Linked DNA regions of Mus musculus: regions 1 and 3 are each linked to region 2. A link is a contact called in public Hi-C data. All regions are on one chromosome and are shown on one strand. The core of a region is the stretch at or near the end of the contact, and the rest is flanking DNA. Distances in the headings are between cores, read along the strand shown. Region 1 holds the start of Upf3a (UPF3 regulator of nonsense transcripts homolog A (yeast)). Region 2 holds the start of Arglu1 (arginine and glutamate rich 1). Region 3 holds the start of Trappc5 (trafficking protein particle complex 5).

Region 1 (3,326 bases), core at 748-3,247, 5.1 Mb after region 2:
AGTTATTCCAAGAGGGAAGAAAGAACCAAAGCACAGTTAAAAGTGGATCAAAACAAAAGCAAAATCCAGTAATGTAAATAATTTATAATCTAATGTCTGGGACTTACTCATGATCTTCCGGGCTCCAGGGGACTTGGGCAGCTCCATGTCTCAGGCTGGCTCTGCCATCCACAACTCACAGCTTGTCTGGTAGGCTTAAGTAGGCTCCACTCCTCACCTGACATGGTCCTGCAGTCCTAGCATCTCCAGCATGCTGGAGTTTCTACTGCCTCTCCTGGCTCTTTCCAGTTTCAATCTCAGCTCATTTCTGTGACCTCTTAAATCTTGCAGCGTTCATGCCTACACAATCAGTTCCACTATGTGGGGTACACATTACCAAGTCAGGTTTCCTGCTTGAGATAGCCTTGACTGCATCTGGACTGCAGTGTCTGTGTGCTGACCTTTAGGAAGTATATCCAGAAAATTGCACTTTGATGATGCTGGTCTTATTAATCACAACTGATTCTTCATCCCCAGCTAACCATCATTATTTGTCCCAATAAAGGTAGATTCTTAATCCAAATATCACAAGAACATCCCTGGTATCCCTCTGATACTTCATAATGTCTCTCTTCTTTCAATGGTATCTTTCATGTTTCCACAACTCATTACACTCTGAACACTGACCAAAAGCAACTTGTGGGAGGAAGAGATTTAGTTCCTCTTCTAGCTCTCTGGTCACATCCCTCAGTGAGGGAAATCAGAGAAGAAATTCAAGTAGGAGTTTGGAGGCAAGAACTAGCAGGGCCACAGAGAATGCTTATTGGCTTTATTACAAGCAAGGTCCAACTGCTGTGGGACCCTTTCACGTCCATTAGTCAAGAAACTGTTCCACAGGCCAATCTGATGAAAATAATGCCTCAACTCTTTCCTCTTCACAACCAAGTGACTATTTTGAGTCAAGCTGACATAAACTAACCAGCAGTTTGCCAGACAGGTGAAAGGGTGTTGGGTCAGGCACACAGGAGGACAGTCAATGGCTTTATCTTTAAGGGGGCAAAAGCCAGCCCGAGATAATTTTGGCTCCAAGCTTGTAATGTTCCAACTTTCTTCCATTGTGAAGTTACTATCCATCGACCTTGTACTATCTTAACAACTGGGTATGGGTTGGTTTTTCCTGACAACTCGTCGTCCACATTTTTATCAGCCTCTCACACGTGTGTTTTCTTCCTAATAAAGGTTAAGAGGCTATCAGAACTTCTGGTCAGTGTAACTGGTTATTCCAAACTGAGCTGGTTCAAGTGATGGGCTCAGTCCTAGCTTTCTTTGCAACACGAAATACTGGAAAACCGCTCTTGCCCAGGCTTTTATAGAACTCTCGATGTTTGAGGCCTGTTTGACGCAGACCTAAACGGTTTTGAGTCTTTGGCTTATTTAAAACGTCACATTTCAGGAGTGCCACGATCGATTTCTGAAAATCTCTCATTCTCCTTTACCATTAACGTAGGGAGAATGGTGCTATACATCATTGAGCACATGGGAAAACTGTATTGTTCGTATATCTGCTACAAATAAAATAAAAATAAAAAGCCAGACGCCTTTAATCCCAGGAGGCAGAGGATCTCTGAGCTCCAGGAGAGCCAGGTCTACAGAGTGAGTTCCAGGACAATCAAGGCTACACAAAGCCCTGTCTCAACAGAGAAAACGTGTAGGAGGGAGGCGGAGGGCAGAGTGGGGCGAGGAGAGCGACGGGTTTACTTTCGGTACTGTCCCAGTGACTCCGGGTGGACCGGGGGCTCCCAGTCCCCACCGCAGGTCAGCAGCGCACGGGACGTCCGGAGTGAGCATCTGCTCTCCGCGTGGCTGGCAGCACCGATCTCCTTCACCGTCGCCGCCGTTCTAGGACGTCCGCTGTCTTTTAAAAACTGCCGCGCTGCCCCCTACAGGCGCGGGCCAGCATTGGCACCGCCCCTTCCCTGTCAGGGCCGGGGAGGGGACACTGAACACCGAATTCCAAGGGAGGGGCTGCCTAGTCCTCGCGAGGCTTCGTTCTCGCGGAGGTGGCGGCGGCCGGCCGGCCGGTGGGGATGCGCTCGGAAGAGGGGGCCGGAGGCTTAGGCGCAGCCCTGGCTGCGCGGGGCCCGAGCTGGAGGGAGAAACTATCGAGCTCAGAGACCCACTGCCGCCGCGAGTCACCGCGGAAGGAGTCGGCGGCGCCTCCGGCCCCGACCCTAAGTGAGAGCGGGGCCGGCAAGCCTCGCGAGGAGAAGAGGACAGCCCTGAGCAAGGTGGGGGCGGGGCCCGCAAGTCTCGCGAGAGGACGGCTTCTAAGCCCCCCGGTGGGCGGGGCTTGGGGAGGGCGGGGCGGGTTGTTCATCTCAGGGGCGGAGCCTAGTCTCCGAAGTGATGCGGGCTGTTGCGAGCAGTCTGGACTAGGATTAGCGAGTCGGGGTGGAGCTGGGGAGCCGCGGTCCCCCGAGCTCCGGGGAACCTCAGGCTGAGTGGGCGTGGCGGGCGGCAGCACCTGAGTGAACGCAATGGTCATCCCAGGTGGTCCTCCGGCGTCTGCCCCCGGGCCTCACCAAAGAGCAGCTGGAAGAGCAACTGCGCCCCCTGCCGGCGCACGATTACTTCGAGGTGGTGGCTGCGGACCTCAGGTGAGGGCTGCTGCGGGACACCCACTGGTGAAGGATGGAGGACCCCGCGGGCGCTCGCAGTTGCAGTCCCCTCCCAGCTGTCAGTGCACGCCCACGTTAGGAGCGGGCAAGTCACCTCGTCAGCCCGTTACCATGCCTTCCTCGGCGTAGCTTTTAATAAACTGTATGATGAGCAAAACCGGACTGCATCCCTTACACACGTTGAGTCTGGAGTGTTTTCCCTAGTGAGGGACCAGTAACTGAGCCCTGAGAAGTGGAATCTCTCATTGCTTGCACCACCACCCAGCCAGAAGGTTCCCTGCCTGTGGGGATGCGAGCAACGCAGGGCTGACCTAAGCAGCAGATGTCAGTGCCACAGGAATTCGTGGGTTTTCCACGATACTTATTTTTATATCCTTTTATGGTATTCTTTCTCATTTGTGTCATATACGCTTTCCTTTGGGATACCAATTTTGTTTTGTTATTTTTTTTAAAGTCTATTCTAATAAAAATATGAATAATTAAATGGGTATCCTTTGAAAAACCACAGGTGGTTTTCAGGTGGCTGAAGTTTAGAAAAATGGCTAAAAGAACAGTGTGCAATTACTCGGTGTGCAATTCCGGTCCCAGCTTGTAACTTGCACCCTCTGTACGAACAACAGATTTCTCTAAACTTCTGTATTCTTTGTGAAATGGAATGGAATCGTTCCT
Region 2 (3,171 bases), core at 496-2,995:
CCCTCACTCCCAAGGCACCATCTCCATTGTCTTTTCAGTGTATTCTCTGCAAAACATTAGACCACGTTGGAGCAGTGTCTAGTGGATATGGAGAATTTAGTATTAGCATTGGCTGCCAGCCCTGTCCCTTTCCCTTCTCAATGCTAATGGCATAGTTGAACACAGCTCTATCGATGTTTCATTTCATCCTATGCTGTCCACGTGCAATGTGATGACTCCTTTGTTTTCACGTGGAGAACTGTCAACTGTCACACACAACTATGTCTATGTTCTACTAAGCTACAGGCTTGTTCCAGATCCTAACAGGATTCTATGTGGCCAAGGTGTACTGAGAAACAGTACAAGCCAAGACCCCAGTTCCACTACAGTGCTTCGCTGTGTTCAATCCCTTACCTCCCTCCTAGGGGCTTCTGGAAAACCTGCCTACCACAAAAATCTGCCTTCTATTTTTTTGCAGAAAATAGAAACCCCTACACAAGTCATATACACAAACTACCTAGTTCCTGCTTCATAACCACTTATTCAAGTCTTCAGTTAATTACTCCGGAAACGATGGCTGGCTTAACAGGGAACACATATGCTTAGTATTATTGCTCCACGTGGCTGGGGCGGGGGGGGGGAGGGGGGCTGGGCACATCTTTTTTAAAAAAGTACTTCACAACGTTCAAGTTTACTCTGGTTGGGTCATCAACACCTACTTTCACATCGAAAGCCGCCTCACTCAAAACCACGTGATCTTCCCCCAAATTTCAAGTCCAGTCCCCTGATGGGAACCGGTTTTGCCCTAAGTGAAAAATTCGGATAAGAGCGCTCTGAAACTAGAAGCATTTAGGCGGGCAAACAGCAGGGTCAACAGTAGGGTCAAGCATGCTCACTAGAGGGGCTGAGGCCAAGACAAAAAAGAGAGGGGCCGGAGAGGCACCCCGGGTGTCCGCTGCAACTTTGTGCATCTGTCTTTGAACGACCGTATGAAAGGAGGTTCAGAAAGGGCCCACACTCTCAAGCCGGGCGCGCCCCGGGACGGACCCCCGCACAGGTGCCCTGCGCTCCAACGCCTCGGGCCCGGGGATCCGCAGCCCCGCCAACCTCCCGCCTCGCGCCCTCAACTCGGACTTCCGGGCCGGCGCTCCCGCCCCACCCGGCCCCCGTGAGCGCGCCCCGCGCCTCCAGCCGCGCGCCCCTCACATTTTTCGCTGTCGCTCGAACTCCGCCTTCTTCTCCTCCTCCTCGCGCTTCTGCTTCTCGTCCAGGCTGCTGCGCTTGCTCACCGTGCGCCCGAAGATGTCGATGCGGTCGGGCGGGGACGAGGCGCGCTCCCGCTCGCGCCGGGATGCCGCCGCGTTGGTGGAGCGCGAGCGGGAGCGCGACTCCCGCCGCCGGTTCCGTTTGCTCTCCCGGGACTTGGAGCGCTTCCGCACCCGCTCCTTGTCCCGCGAGCGCGAGCGCGAGCGGCTGCGCTTCTTGTTGTGCTTGGAGCTCTTGGTGTGCTTAGAGCGGGACGAGCTCCGGCTCCGCGACCGGCCCATCCTCGCGCCGCGCGGCGCCCGCCGCCTGTCGCCCGCTGCCCGCCGCAGGCCGCCCCCTCGCCGCTGGGAAGCGCGGCCCCCCGCCCGCGGACCCTCCGCCTCGCCCCAAGCGCACCCGCCACGCACACGGCCGCCTCCGCCGCGAAGGCCTAGCAGGCCCGGCCCGGAGTCCCTAAGATGGCAGCTGTGGCAGCACCGGCCGCCCTTCCCACAATGCCCCGCGCCGAGCGTGCCGGCACGAGCCCCGCCCCCTGACGACGTCGCCTAGGAGGGCCGGCGAATGCGGCCGAGCGCGCTCGGCTCTTTCCGCCGCTGCGTGGCAACTAAAGAGAAGAATGCTGGCCAGCCTTCAGGTCTTTAACTTTCACCTCAACAAGACCCACGAAAACCTTAGGAGTTGGAGAATATTTATGATGAGCCTTGGCTGAAAGACAGGATAAGGCCCGAGTAATTGGGAAAGTCCTGTTGTTTCCTTAGCCAGCATTGAGAATGTATCAATTGTGAGTTGGATGTGGTGGTACATGCCCAGAATTTTAGCCCCTAGAAGATGGATCAGAAGGACCAGTTGTCCAAGGTCAGCCTTGGCTATTTAGTAAGTTGGAGGCCAGCTGGGGTTGCACACATACATACATACATACATGCATGCATACATACCAACCAGAACAATTAATAAATTGTTAATAATTTATTGTAAACAAACAATAAATTAGAACAATGCCCAGAGGAGTCCCAAGTTTTCTTAAGAATGTATATGTTAGAGCCAGTTAAATGCTCTTAATAAAGTTTTATTTAAAAGGTTACAGTTTTGTGGATTTTGCCAGCCTGGACTACATAATGAGCTCAAGGCCTAGTCCCAGAGAGCAATAGCTCTCTTTAAAGACATCGAAAAGAAAAATGGGTAGTGGCCTATCTCAATGAGTCTTTTAGTTTTTGAGCTGCTATAGCAAAATACCAATGACTCATTATTTTATACCCAAGAGAAAGTTGTTTCCTACAGTTCTGGAGGCTGAGAACTCTATTAAGTAGTGGATCTGTTTGTGCTAAGGATTCTGTCTGAGCTTCCAGCAGGAGACCTTAGGAGGGGAAAAGAATGCATAAGATAAGGGTTCCCTTGTAAACATCTTAAGAACACTAGGCCAAAAAAACCCCAACCAAACAAAACACACACACACAAAACACACTAGTTGCATTTTTTTTTAAACCAAAGCCCCAGGGCTTACTCTCTTTCCCAAAGGGCCCACCTTTTAATGCTGAAACATTGCATATTAGGTCCAATTCATGAAGTTTAGAGGAAGGGTTCTTCTGGAGGTTCAAAGGCAGTAAGGATTCCACTCTACCTCTCTGTATGTGTGTGTATGTGTAGGTTTTTTTGAGACAGTTTCTCTCTGCAGCCCTGGACAGCTCTGTGGTCTATCATGGAACTAGCTTTGTAGTCCAGTTTGATCTGGAATTCAGAGATCTGCCTGCCTCTGCCTCCCAAATGCTGGGATTAAAGGCGTACACCATCACCATCGTAGCCTCATTCTTTCTTTTTATGTGTGTGTGTGGTGCTGGGGATGTAACCCAAGGTCTTTTTTTTTTTTTTTTTTTTTTTCTGAGACAGGGTTTCTCTGTGTAGCTGTCCTGGAACTCACTTTGTAGATCA
Region 3 (3,392 bases), core at 533-3,032, 5.0 Mb before region 2:
TTTGAATTCTTTAGCTAGAAAGCCCCACATTGTTTTCATTTCTTCTCATAGTTCTTTTAATTCTTCTCTCAGATATCACGCCCTGATAGCAGCCCCGCCTCCCTCCTCTCCTCCAGCTCCCTCCCTTTCACCATCCCTCTCCCCCAGATCCACTCCTTCAGAAAAGGGCAGGCCTCCCAGGGATCTCAGCCAATCAAGTTGCAATGAGACTAGGTACATCCTCTTATATTTAGCCTGGACAAGGCAACTCAATAGGAGAAAAAGAGTCCCAAAAGCATGCTAAAGAGTCAGAGATAGCCCCTGCTCCCACTGTTAGGAATCCTACAGGAAGATCAAGCTACAAAACATAATATGTAGTCAGAGGATCTATGTCTGACCCACGCAGGCTCCCTGACTGATTGGGAAGGGAGGAGAGAGAGAGAGAGAGAGAGAGAGAGAGAGAGAGAGAGAGAGAGGCGGAGAGAAGAGGAGAGGCCAGCCAGGAACCTGTGGAGAGAGGGGGAGGGGGATGAGGAGAGAGGGAGAAAGGGGTCAGGGAGGGAAGAGAGTCAGAGAGAGTAAGAATGTCTTCCTGTGGGGTCATGCTCTCCCCTTCAGCTTCTTCAATCCTTCCCCTAATTCAAACATAGGGGTCCCCGACTTCAGTCCAATGGTTGGGTGTAAGTATCTGCATCTGTCTCAGTCAATGCTATGAATTTTTAAATTAAGCATATGGGGCAGTGGCATGGTTCATCTGTAAAGCACTTGCCTAGCCATTGTGAGGCCCTGGGTTTCATCTGCAGCATTGTAAAAGACATAATTAAACCTGCACCTGACTTATGCAGGTTGGAGATATGAATAGACTCCAGGAGAAAATGACCTACATTCTTTCTGCCGCTTGTGTTTCCTCTTAAAAAGATCAGCTAAACACGGGAAGCTCTGGGCACATATATCACCTTAATTTTGTTGTCATCTTGGTCTACATAGCAAGACTGTTTCAAACAACCACCAACCAACCAATATACAGCACAAAAAATTAAGGGGCTGGGGAGGTGTCTTAATAGATAAAGTACAATTGTAAAGATCTGAGTTTGATCCTGAGTACCTACATTAAAAAAAAAAAATTGCTGGGTGTGTTGGTCACACCTGTAACCCCAGAACTGCCAGCCAGTGAGGTGTTTGTGGGGCAGACAGAAGGATTTTCTGAGATGCTTGACAGCTAGCAGAAATGGTTACCCCAGGTCCAGTAGTTAGACCCTGTCTTAAAATAAGTTCCAGAGCAATAGAGATAGACTCAGTGTCAACCTCTGGTCTCTGCACACAGGAGTGTTGGGCACATGAGACACACTGACACACAAAGGGAGGATAAGGATGGTCAGACGCCTCCGCAGGTAAAACTACTACTACTTCTAAAACACTGCAGCTACACCATCTGTGAAAGATGGAAAAACACCCCCAGATCAAGCGTTCTCCTTCACCCACTGGTAAAAAAAAAATCACGTGTCAGGGGAAATTGCGTGTAAATACATCACGTCTACAGTTCACGTACTTACATACTTAAGAAGATACGTGCCCGAGGGCATGCACGTGCTCCTGGGATAGAATACTTTGCATACTACACTCTTGCTCAAAAGCCAGCTTTTATAGCAAGATCTCATAGCCCAGTGCCCACCAGCGTTCTGCGCCGCGGGGCTTGGACACGGGCGCCCCCTTGCGGCCCCTCTCGGTCACCGCATTGCCCCGCCCTCCGTGCGCAAACGAGCTAGCCCGCGCACGCCTGCGCACTCACAGGCCTTTTACGACGCCATCAAGGAGTTCCGCTGACCCGCCCGCAGCACAGTTCCGGTTGAGACCTTTCCCCGCCCGAGAACCTTCTCCGGCGCGCTCGGGCCTCGTCTTTTTTTCTGTGCGTCCGGAGCAGCGTTCCCGGGTCAGTCTGCTTTGGGTTTCCCCTGGGGGTGATGCGGGTTCCGCGGTCCCGGCCGGGCGTCCTAGAGCAGCCCAGTCGAGCATTCTGCACGGTTCCTTTCCCCAGCTGGGGAGCCGGACGGTCCATCCTAATCTCCCAAGACCTGGCCCGTGGGACATGCTTTGTAGGGGAGGGTTGTCGGCTCCAATCCATTCTCCAGAAGCCATGAAGGCTTCACCTGGTGGTCTCCATTCACTGTTGTGACTCCCGGCTGCCGGCACGGGAGGCCCAGAGGCTCTCACCGCTTCCTCCTGCCTCCTCCACTAGTGTCCCCATCATCCGTGCAGTTTTCTAGAGACTTTGTGGGAGTATGAGTTCCGACGGGATCTCTTTTAGAGTTAAGGGTCACCGTGGAAACGGCTTCCTTCATGACAAATAGACACTTCCGCCGCTCCCCAACCTCATGTTACAGGGTTGGGAATTTTTTGCACCCCCTCCTGGCTTGGCCTTGGCTCACCGGTGTCCCTTACTGTCACATACTTTTCTAGCTTTCCTGGAGGGGTTGGGCAGGAAGGTCTCTAGGGTAGTCAGAGCTGGAGCACATGCCGGCTAGGGAAAACATAATTGACTGTCCTTTGTCCCCTCTCCATTCACCAATGTCCCGCCCCCGCTTTAAAGACAGAGTGTATTAGTGCTTTTCTCCTTCTTGTTGTGGTCATATATACCCGACAAAAGCAACCAGAAGAAGGAAAGGTCTGTTTATTCGGCTATTGACACATGGTTTCAGGAGCATGAGGCCGCTGGCATTGCATCCACAGTCGAATGCTGGCGCCAAGATCACTTCCTTCTTTTTACCTTAGGGTGGTGATGCCTGTATTCATACTGGGTCTTCCCTCTGGAAATCCAGAGACGTGTTTTCATGGTGATTCTAAATCTAGGTCGTGAAGACGAACCATTGCACAGGGTCTCACTGTGCTCTAGGCAGTCCTGGAACTCACCCGGGCTGGCCACTTTCTGCCATCTTACTGCCTCAGTCTCTGGAGTGCTGGGGCTGCAGGTGTGCTCCTCCAGTTTTGTGGCCTCTCTGTATTCCACCTTTTTGATTGATTGATTGACTAATTAAATTTTTTTGAGACAGTTTCTCTGTGTAACAGCTCTGGCTGTCCTCAGTCTCACAGAGATGCCTCTGCTTCCTGAGTGCTGGGATTAAAGGTGTGCATTCATCATGTGTGGCACCTTAAGTTTTAACCATTCCCCTGCCACATGCCAGCTTCTTAAAAATTACATTAAAATTTTTTTTAGATTTATTTATTTACATTTAAAAAATTTATTCATTGCATGTTTGTGTGCACATGTGTGTATTTGTGAGTGTGCATGGGGGTAAAGGGCAACTTTTGAGAGTGAGTTCTCTCCTTGTACTCTGTGGGTTCTGGGATCAAATGGGGCTTATCAGGCAAGTGTCTTTACCTTCTGAGCCATCTTGCCAGTTCCACTGATAGTTCTT

What was found. A called contact is a pair of places that touch in the nucleus more often than the background predicts.
Region 1: a Hi-C map of Th1 cells shows a contact between it and region 2, with 7 times the contacts expected there. The contact joins the promoter of Upf3a here to the promoter of Arglu1 in region 2.
Region 3: a contact with region 2 is called in a Hi-C map of muscle stem cells, with 4 times the contacts expected there. The contact joins the promoter of Trappc5 here to the promoter of Arglu1 in region 2. A contact is called at or near these places in 1 of 484 Hi-C or Micro-C datasets (muscle stem cells) and 1 of 9 other capture datasets (adipose tissue).

Annotation. Positions count from the first base shown.
Region 1 is chr8:13,783,618-13,786,943 of GRCm38.p6, forward strand. Upf3a (UPF3 regulator of nonsense transcripts homolog A (yeast)) reads left to right here and starts at 1,998. Exons shown (of 9, transcript NM_025924.2): 1 at 1,998-2,267; 2 at 2,530-2,636. The coding sequence starts at 2,067. It overlaps Gm46032 (a long non-coding RNA gene), which reads right to left and starts at 1,439. Exons shown (of 2, transcript XR_001778519.2): 1 at 108-1,439.
Region 2 is chr8:8,688,792-8,691,962 of GRCm38.p6, forward strand. It overlaps Arglu1 (arginine and glutamate rich 1), which reads right to left and starts at 1,746. Exons shown (of 4, transcript NM_176849.3): 1 at 1,186-1,746. The coding sequence starts at 1,526. It overlaps Mir7654 (microRNA 7654), which reads right to left and starts at 1,371; the gene lies at 1,302-1,371.
Region 3 is chr8:3,674,695-3,678,086 of GRCm38.p6, forward strand. Trappc5 (trafficking protein particle complex 5) reads left to right here and starts at 1,783. Exons shown (of 2, transcript NM_025701.4): 1 at 1,783-1,909. It overlaps Gm45231 (a long non-coding RNA gene), which reads right to left and starts at 1,705. Exons shown (of 2, transcript XR_870093.2): 1 at 1,533-1,705.